Linked DNA regions of Sus scrofa: region 1 is linked to region 2. Evidence: chromatin contacts called from public HiChIP or PLAC-seq data. All regions are on one chromosome and are shown on one strand. Each heading gives the region's core, a stretch centred on a gene start, on an enhancer-like site or on the middle of the called end of the contact. The rest is flanking DNA. Distances are from core to core; before and after follow the strand shown. Region 1 overlaps DOCK9 (dedicator of cytokinesis protein 9). Region 2 overlaps STK24 (serine/threonine-protein kinase 24).

What was found. HiChIP or PLAC-seq counts read pairs in DNA pulled down with a chosen protein or histone mark.
Region 1: an H3K27ac HiChIP or PLAC-seq map of skeletal muscle shows a contact between it and region 2, with 6 times the contacts expected there. The contact joins two enhancer-like sites. A contact is called at or near these places in 4 of 47 Hi-C or Micro-C datasets (heart right ventricle, omental adipose tissue, retroperitoneal adipose tissue and 1 more) and 1 of 2 datasets of contacts at active chromatin or transcription factors (skeletal muscle).

Annotation. Positions count from the first base shown.
Region 1 is chr11:67,821,609-67,824,959 of Sscrofa11.1, reverse strand. DOCK9 (dedicator of cytokinesis protein 9) reads left to right here. Exons shown (of 53, transcript XM_021065834.1): 36 at 2,766-2,832. Among named protein-coding and RNA genes, the nearest start is that of SLC15A1, 130 kb to the right of the region's middle. Within about 2 kb of position 1,414, at least 4 of the 83 cell types and tissues checked have an H3K27ac peak or open chromatin away from gene starts, as enhancers often do. A contact at or near this core is called in skeletal muscle, where this site is marked.
Region 2 is chr11:67,458,400-67,461,584 of Sscrofa11.1, reverse strand. It overlaps STK24 (serine/threonine-protein kinase 24), which reads left to right. Exons shown (of 11, transcript XM_021065380.1): 11 at 329-3,185. The coding sequence ends at 365. Among named protein-coding and RNA genes, the nearest start is that of STK24, 110 kb to the left of the region's middle. Within about 2 kb of position 1,769, at least 5 of the 83 cell types and tissues checked have an H3K27ac peak or open chromatin away from gene starts, as enhancers often do. A contact at or near this core is called in skeletal muscle, where this site is marked.

The sequences.
Region 1 (3,351 bases), core at 165-2,664, 360 kb before region 2:
GAGACAGTCTCTTTGTCCCTTCTTTCAGGGCGCTGGACTGCTCAAATTTTATTGGCATAGATGATTGTTTTATAAGACAGTTTTCAGTTACACCACCATGTTAAAAGTACACCCGAAGGTCAAGTTCTAAAAATTAACTCCCAGATTATGTTTCCTAAAAGGCTACAGACATAAGGATCTGGCATTTCCAAGTCTTGTTTTTAGATTAGTGCTGAGCTTCAGAGCGTCATGGTGGGAGGACAGTATGAGAAAACCAACTTCAGTTAGCTGTCGCTTAAAAGTTTCTAAAATCAAGGATGACTCTCATAGCTAGGTTTCTTTGACCATGAATAATATAAGTCTAGCTTTATCTAAATCTGTAGTACATTCCAACTTCTAAAGCTTACCAGTTAGTAAATGAACACTATGTTTTTAATTAAATTGGATTTGAATAGGGGAAAGTCCATCAGGATGAAATTTTTATATTATTGTTGTAATTTTGTTAAATCACAAATCACCACAGGAGAATAAGAATGGAAAATAAAAATAATAAGCAGATAACAGGAAAGACTGAGGAAAAACTGAATAACAAGTAAAACAACAGGAAAGACTAGGTCACCTGGGAAACAGTCCATGTTCTCCGGTGCAAACATGGAAATTGTTTTCCCGGGAAAGCCCCAATTCTTCCCCATCAACATCAACAAGAGAGCCGTGTAATCTGAGGCCTGCCCTCGGTTTTTCACCATACAGGCAGGCTTCAGCCTGCCCTCGGTTTTGTACCCTACAGGCAGGCTTTTATCCTGACCAGAAACCCACCTCCGGCTTGTACCGTTCAGGTGAGCTCCCTTCCTTGGTTAGGAACCTGCCTTCGGGTTTTTTTTTGCCATCAGGCAAGGTCCCTTCCTCGAGTCCCTGCATTTTCTCGGCTCCCCGCAGCAGACAACCAAGGTCAGTTGCGGAATTAACTCTGTAGCTCCTCTTTCCTTTATCCCACACTCCGAGAGCAGCTACACGCAGGACCCCTTGCTGTCTGCATCTTCTTGTGACTCCTCTGCTCTTCATGGCAGTTAACCCCCTCCCCACCCAGCAGCCAGAGCACAGAGCATGGAAAGGCTGTGATGCTGCCACCGGCTGGCAGGTCTGTCTGCCACGTGCTGGGGTGGCCCAGGTTTCTGCACATTGGCCCTCAGCATCCAGGGACTCCTGGCTTCCCACCACACCAGCATGACCAGCCTCAAGTAGCCACAGTCTATCCCTCTGGATTCTAAATTCAAACCCTCCAAGAGATGGAAGCTCCCTGCCCCACCCCCTGGTTAAGAGGCCAGACGTGGCTTTCAGAATCAGGTGCGCTGGATTTAAATCCCTATTCCACCAGCCTTCTCTAGGAACCAGGAGAGTTACCTCGCTTCTCTGAACCATCGTCAGTTCAGCTGTAACTGAGCTCCGCCTCAGACCATGGCGAGGACTCGATGACAGTGTATGTGTGAAATCACAGTGCCTGGTGCCTAAAGATACTTGGCGTGTATCCCACAGCTTCTCCTGCCTGTCACTGCCCTTGAGAAGCGTAGAATAAAAGTCCGTGAGCCACCAGCCCCTCTGCAGCCACCTTCTCACTCATCTCAGGCCCCAAAGACTCAGTAGCTTTTTCCTTGAGAAAAATCTTTTAACACATTTCTTAACTCTGGTATAAAATATAAGAATGCAAAAATGTTTAACTATCAAATGATAACACCCTTTGTGCAACGCTGAGCAGTTCAGGGTCATGCACAGAGACGCTTCCTGTAAATGAATTTGTAGGATTTACCTTAACTGAAAATGTGCCCAGTTGGTTCTTAGTCACGGGCTTACGGTACTGTCATGCTAGGAAGTAGGAACTCTCCTACGCTGCTTGTTTGAAAGCCTGTTTGGCAATATCTGTCCAATTTTTAATGTCCATACCATTAACAAAGCTAGTGCACTTAGAACAATTTGTCCTACAGATGTTGGATGAATGTGCAAAGACCCATGTAAAAGTCACCAAAGCATGGTTTATAATAGCAACGGGTTAGGGGGAAGGACAGGGAACTCTCTGTTAGGAGGGGAACTTGTTAACCTGGTTACAGTTCCTCCAGAGAGAGGAATGTTTTGCAGCCTGGAAAAGCCTGAGATAGAGCCAAAGTATATCGCTGAATTAAAACTCAAAGAGCAGGGAGTTCCCTGGTGGCCCAGTGGTGAGGACTTGATGCTTTCGTCCCTATGGCCTAGGTTCAGTTCCTTACCTAGGAACGGAGGTCCCACATCAAGCCGCTGTTTACCACTGCCAAAAACAAACACACACCTAAGAGGGCAGAACAGTGTGTGTGGGATGCATGCTTCTCTCTCTCTCTCTCTCTCTGTGTGTGTGTGTGTGTGTGTGTGTGTTGGGAAGGGGGTCCTTATATCCATGTAAGAATTTTCAACAGATTCTCTCCTGGGGAGGGATTCAGTAGTGGGTGAAGAGGGAGCATAACTTTAGACTCTATACCCACTTGTATGCTTTGGGTTTTCTAGTCCATTTAGGAGCACAGTATATATACATGTTAAATATACACCATGTAGGTCTGATAAAATTGAAGTCCAAGGGCTTCCTTTCCATTGACAAAGCCTGTTGGGTGCATTATCCAGTACAGACAGGTCCCTGCGGTTTGTCCTTTGGGCAACTATGCAAGGAGGCGGGAGAGGGTTTGGAGGCCTACACGTCGAGGTCCCTTCTCATCTTGTACAAAAGACACATCGTGATCCTGACCAAATAAATGTTTACTTTCTAGATGCTTTGTTTACGTATTGGAACAAGGCCTCAACATCTGAGCTGATGGATTTTTTTACAATATCAGAGTGAGTAGTTTTGTCTTTGCTCGTTGACCCTTGATTTTCCTGGCTAATTCAGAGGCGTGAAGAATGCTATGCAGCTGAACCAGAAATGCAGTGTTTCACCCCTGTGCTTACTCCTATAGCTCTTTCTCTTGGCCCTGACCCCAGCACCCACTCTCAGGGGCTCATGGCCAGCCTTACATTACTAGAAATGGGACTGTTATAGAGGAGAGATTACAACTTAGGTGTATAAGCGATTTTAATAAAATAACACAAAATTTAGTAGCTGAATTGTGTGGATGCTGCATATCTAAGTTGAATCTAACTTAACTCAAGCAGATGCAGAAACTGAGACAGAAAAATTTCTTAATGTAAAAATATAGGGAGTTCCCCATGTGGCTCAGCAGGTCAAGGCCCTGAAGTTTTCTCTGTGAGGATGCCTTTCGATCCCTGGCCTTGCTCAGTGGGTTAAGGATCCGGTGTTGCTATGAGCTGCAGCATAGCTCGCAGATGCAGCTTGGATCCGGTATTGCTGTGGCTGTG
Region 2 (3,185 bases), core at 520-3,019:
CTTCTTTCTTTTTGGTTGGCCATACCCACAGCACATGGATTCCTGGGCCAGGGACTGGATCCAAGCTGCAGCTTCGACCTGCGCCACGGCCGTGGCAGTGCCAGATCCTTAACCAACTGTGCCACAGTGGGAACTCCAGAATCCTGATTTTATTAATTTTTACGCATTTCTCATGTAGTAATTAGCTCATCGATACTTGTGCCGTGTAGTCTTTCACGACTCGGGGTTGTCTACAAAAACTAGGGTTTCGGCTATAGTCTGGAGTTAGGAAAATCAATGTTTCTTAACTGAGAGAAATGCCGTTTACGTCTCCTTCTGTTTCCCCTAGGTATTCTCTGAGTGGCGGAGGAACTTCATCCCACTGAAACTCCTCTGGCGTCTGGAGCTTCGTTTCCCCTTTTCTTCTTCTTCATCCTCCTCCTCTTAAAAAGTCAACGAGAGCCTCTGCTGCCTCCGCTGAAGAGGTGCGCCCCTGGGGGCCGTCCCCCCAGGAGGCCGCCTGCCCGGGGCCGCGCGGCCCTTGCCCGCTGGCCTCGGCGTGATGAAGTCTCCAGGTGGGGGGGTGGGGGGGTCAGCTCCTTCACCCATCCCTTTCTTCTTCTCGTCTGTAATTTTAACCATAGCGCACATATCAAGGAAAGTGTCTTTCAACACAAGAATCAGCCCCGAAGTGTCTGTTTGGGATGATGCTAAGGCAACGGAAGAGACGAAACCTCAGGTACCCGCTCTCTGTTGATGAGCCCCCCCCCCACCCCGGGAGACGGAGACGCGCTCTGGTGGGTCCGTGTACAGACGTGTATATAGTGTCGTTTTTACGGAGACCCTCTCGGCGCGCATAGGGATCACTGCGGCCGCCTCGGCCAAGTGCTTTTGTAGATAATGTCAGTGGAGTAAATATTTGACAGGCCGTGACTCGAGTCTATCGCCTCGCCTTGATTACATGTACATTTGGAATTCTGTGACCGGTGATTGGGTTTTATTTTGTATCCGCTGGCTTTGCCACTGATAATAATGAAGGCCCGTCTTAGGGAACACCCCTCTGTTGGTACCTCAGCAAATGCCGGGGCTGCTCTCGTCCGCCCCCCACCCTCTGGGTCCACGTCGAAGGTGGTTTTCCTTTTCTCATCGATGGTACTATTGCTCAGTGTTCTCAGCCGGAGCGTGTCTTGCCTCATGAAGCTTTAAATTATTAAGTTTCTCCCCAATGAAGTGTCCTCGTCTAACATTGGTTTGGGTTCATGCCCCCGCCAGTCCTGCGCCTGCTGTCCCGTCCTTGCGTATTGATCTTCTGTTGCAGCTTGTAGTGAAATCTGCATATCATCCCTCCCGCCTGGAAATGTCTGAATGCTTACACGAATAAATTTGATAACACGCTTACTTTGCAAACTCTCCTTGGAGCATGACTCTTGAGAGGGCAGGGCACCTGCGGCGTGTGGTGTCCGTGTGAGTATCCGCAGGAGCAAGTGCCCACACTCACAGTGCGGAATGGCCGGGTCGGCTCCCTGTGCAGCTTCGAAAATGGTCCCGAGAAGATGTGGGTGAATAGTGCTGGTTCGTGTAACTGCTCTGTGTCTTCCCAGGCGCCTCGGCGGAGGCTTGTTCTGCTTTCTTAAAGGAGCCGGTGTCAGCTGGTTGGCCAGCCAGGGGTCTGGGTTCTTCTTGGCTTGCGGCACGGGCTTGCTTGCCAGGGGCTTAATGATCTCTGGTGTCTGGGATGAGCGGGAGTTCTCAGAGCAGTTCTGGGCTCATTTGAGTAGGTGTGGCATCCTTGTGTGTGTGTCGCTGTGAAGCACTGTCATCTCTTTGGGGAGGAGCAGTCTTCGAGGCGGGGACACAGAGGCTTTGCGGAAGCAGGGAAGTTACGGGGTCAGCCTGGGGGCGGAAGGCCAGTTGTCCGCTGGCCCGATGGCCTGGAAGTTACAGGGACCTGAGCCAGAGACGTTTGAGTGGGTGGCTATTGTTTAGGTTTGTTACGGAGTGGAACTAGCTTTAAACTCTAGAATCGAAAGTCATGGGTTTTTACATTAAAAGTAGATTTGGGTTGTTCTTAGTTTTTATGAGGGATGCATTTTGGTTCGGGGGAAAAGAACTGAATTGCCGGGTCGTCTTGTGCAAGTTGGTCAAGTTGAGTAATGAAAACTGAGCGTATTTCGTCTTGTGCCCCAGAGAGCGTCCTGCAGGAGGGAGCTCTTGGTTTCCCTCCGTGAGGCAGAAGCCGCAGGTCAGTTCTGTCCGTTGCTGGAGAAGGAGTCAAAGCAATGCAGCAGTGTAGACAGCCGCTCGCTGACCTCGCGCTCTTGAGGTTTGCGAATGGACAGTGGTATTGGGCCGGGGTGCTGATGCCGGTGTCGGATAGCAGTGACCGTTTCGCTGGTCGCCGGACCGGATTCCAGCCAGGAGCAGCGTTGCGAATGCTCAGGCAGTGCGCTGCAGTCACTGGCCTGTGACAACACACCGCATCATCTCCCAGTCGAGAGGCAGCATTACTCTGAGTTTACTGGAAGTGGCTTCTCTTGAGGACGTTTCTCAGGGAAGGTGTAGTCTGACTGCTTCTGAAAGTGGTCCAGCTCCCCCGACAATCTCTCCTGGCTGTTTCTCTCCGTAGACAAAGACAGCTGATGTGTTTTTAAGGGATCTCGGTTAGCCAAGGAGGCTAGCATTGGTCCCCTGCAAGCCCGCCCTTAGAGAGACCAGGTCCTGGAGCTGCAGCAGAACCTGCCTCAGGCAGTACGAACGGCTCTCAGGCTTTAGCCAGACCTGGGAGCTCAGCATTCGAGATGGCTCTCCTACCACTCGGGACCCTCTCGCTGCCAGACGGCTTGCCCGCCCCACTGCAGACAGCCGGGGGCTTCGTCTGGTGGGCTTTTGATGTTGTTTTTTCGTGTCCCATGTCCAGCTGCCTGCCCTAAGTGGGGTGGCCACCAAGGGGGTTTGGGGGCCCTGACACCCTGTTAGCCTTGTGATTATCTTGCTGTGACCCAAGTGCCACACACCTTCCCCATTTGATGGCTTTGTCCTCCAGTTGGTCTTTTGAAGCATCGAGTTGGGTTCTTTATGCAGCATTTTGTACCTTTCTTTTGGTCTATTTATAAGCATTTTTATATTTTCTTCCTTAAAAACATGGCTTCTGTATTTCTGCTATGGAACATGGCAATAACCGGGGCGGCTGCAAGGGGTGTTCCTAA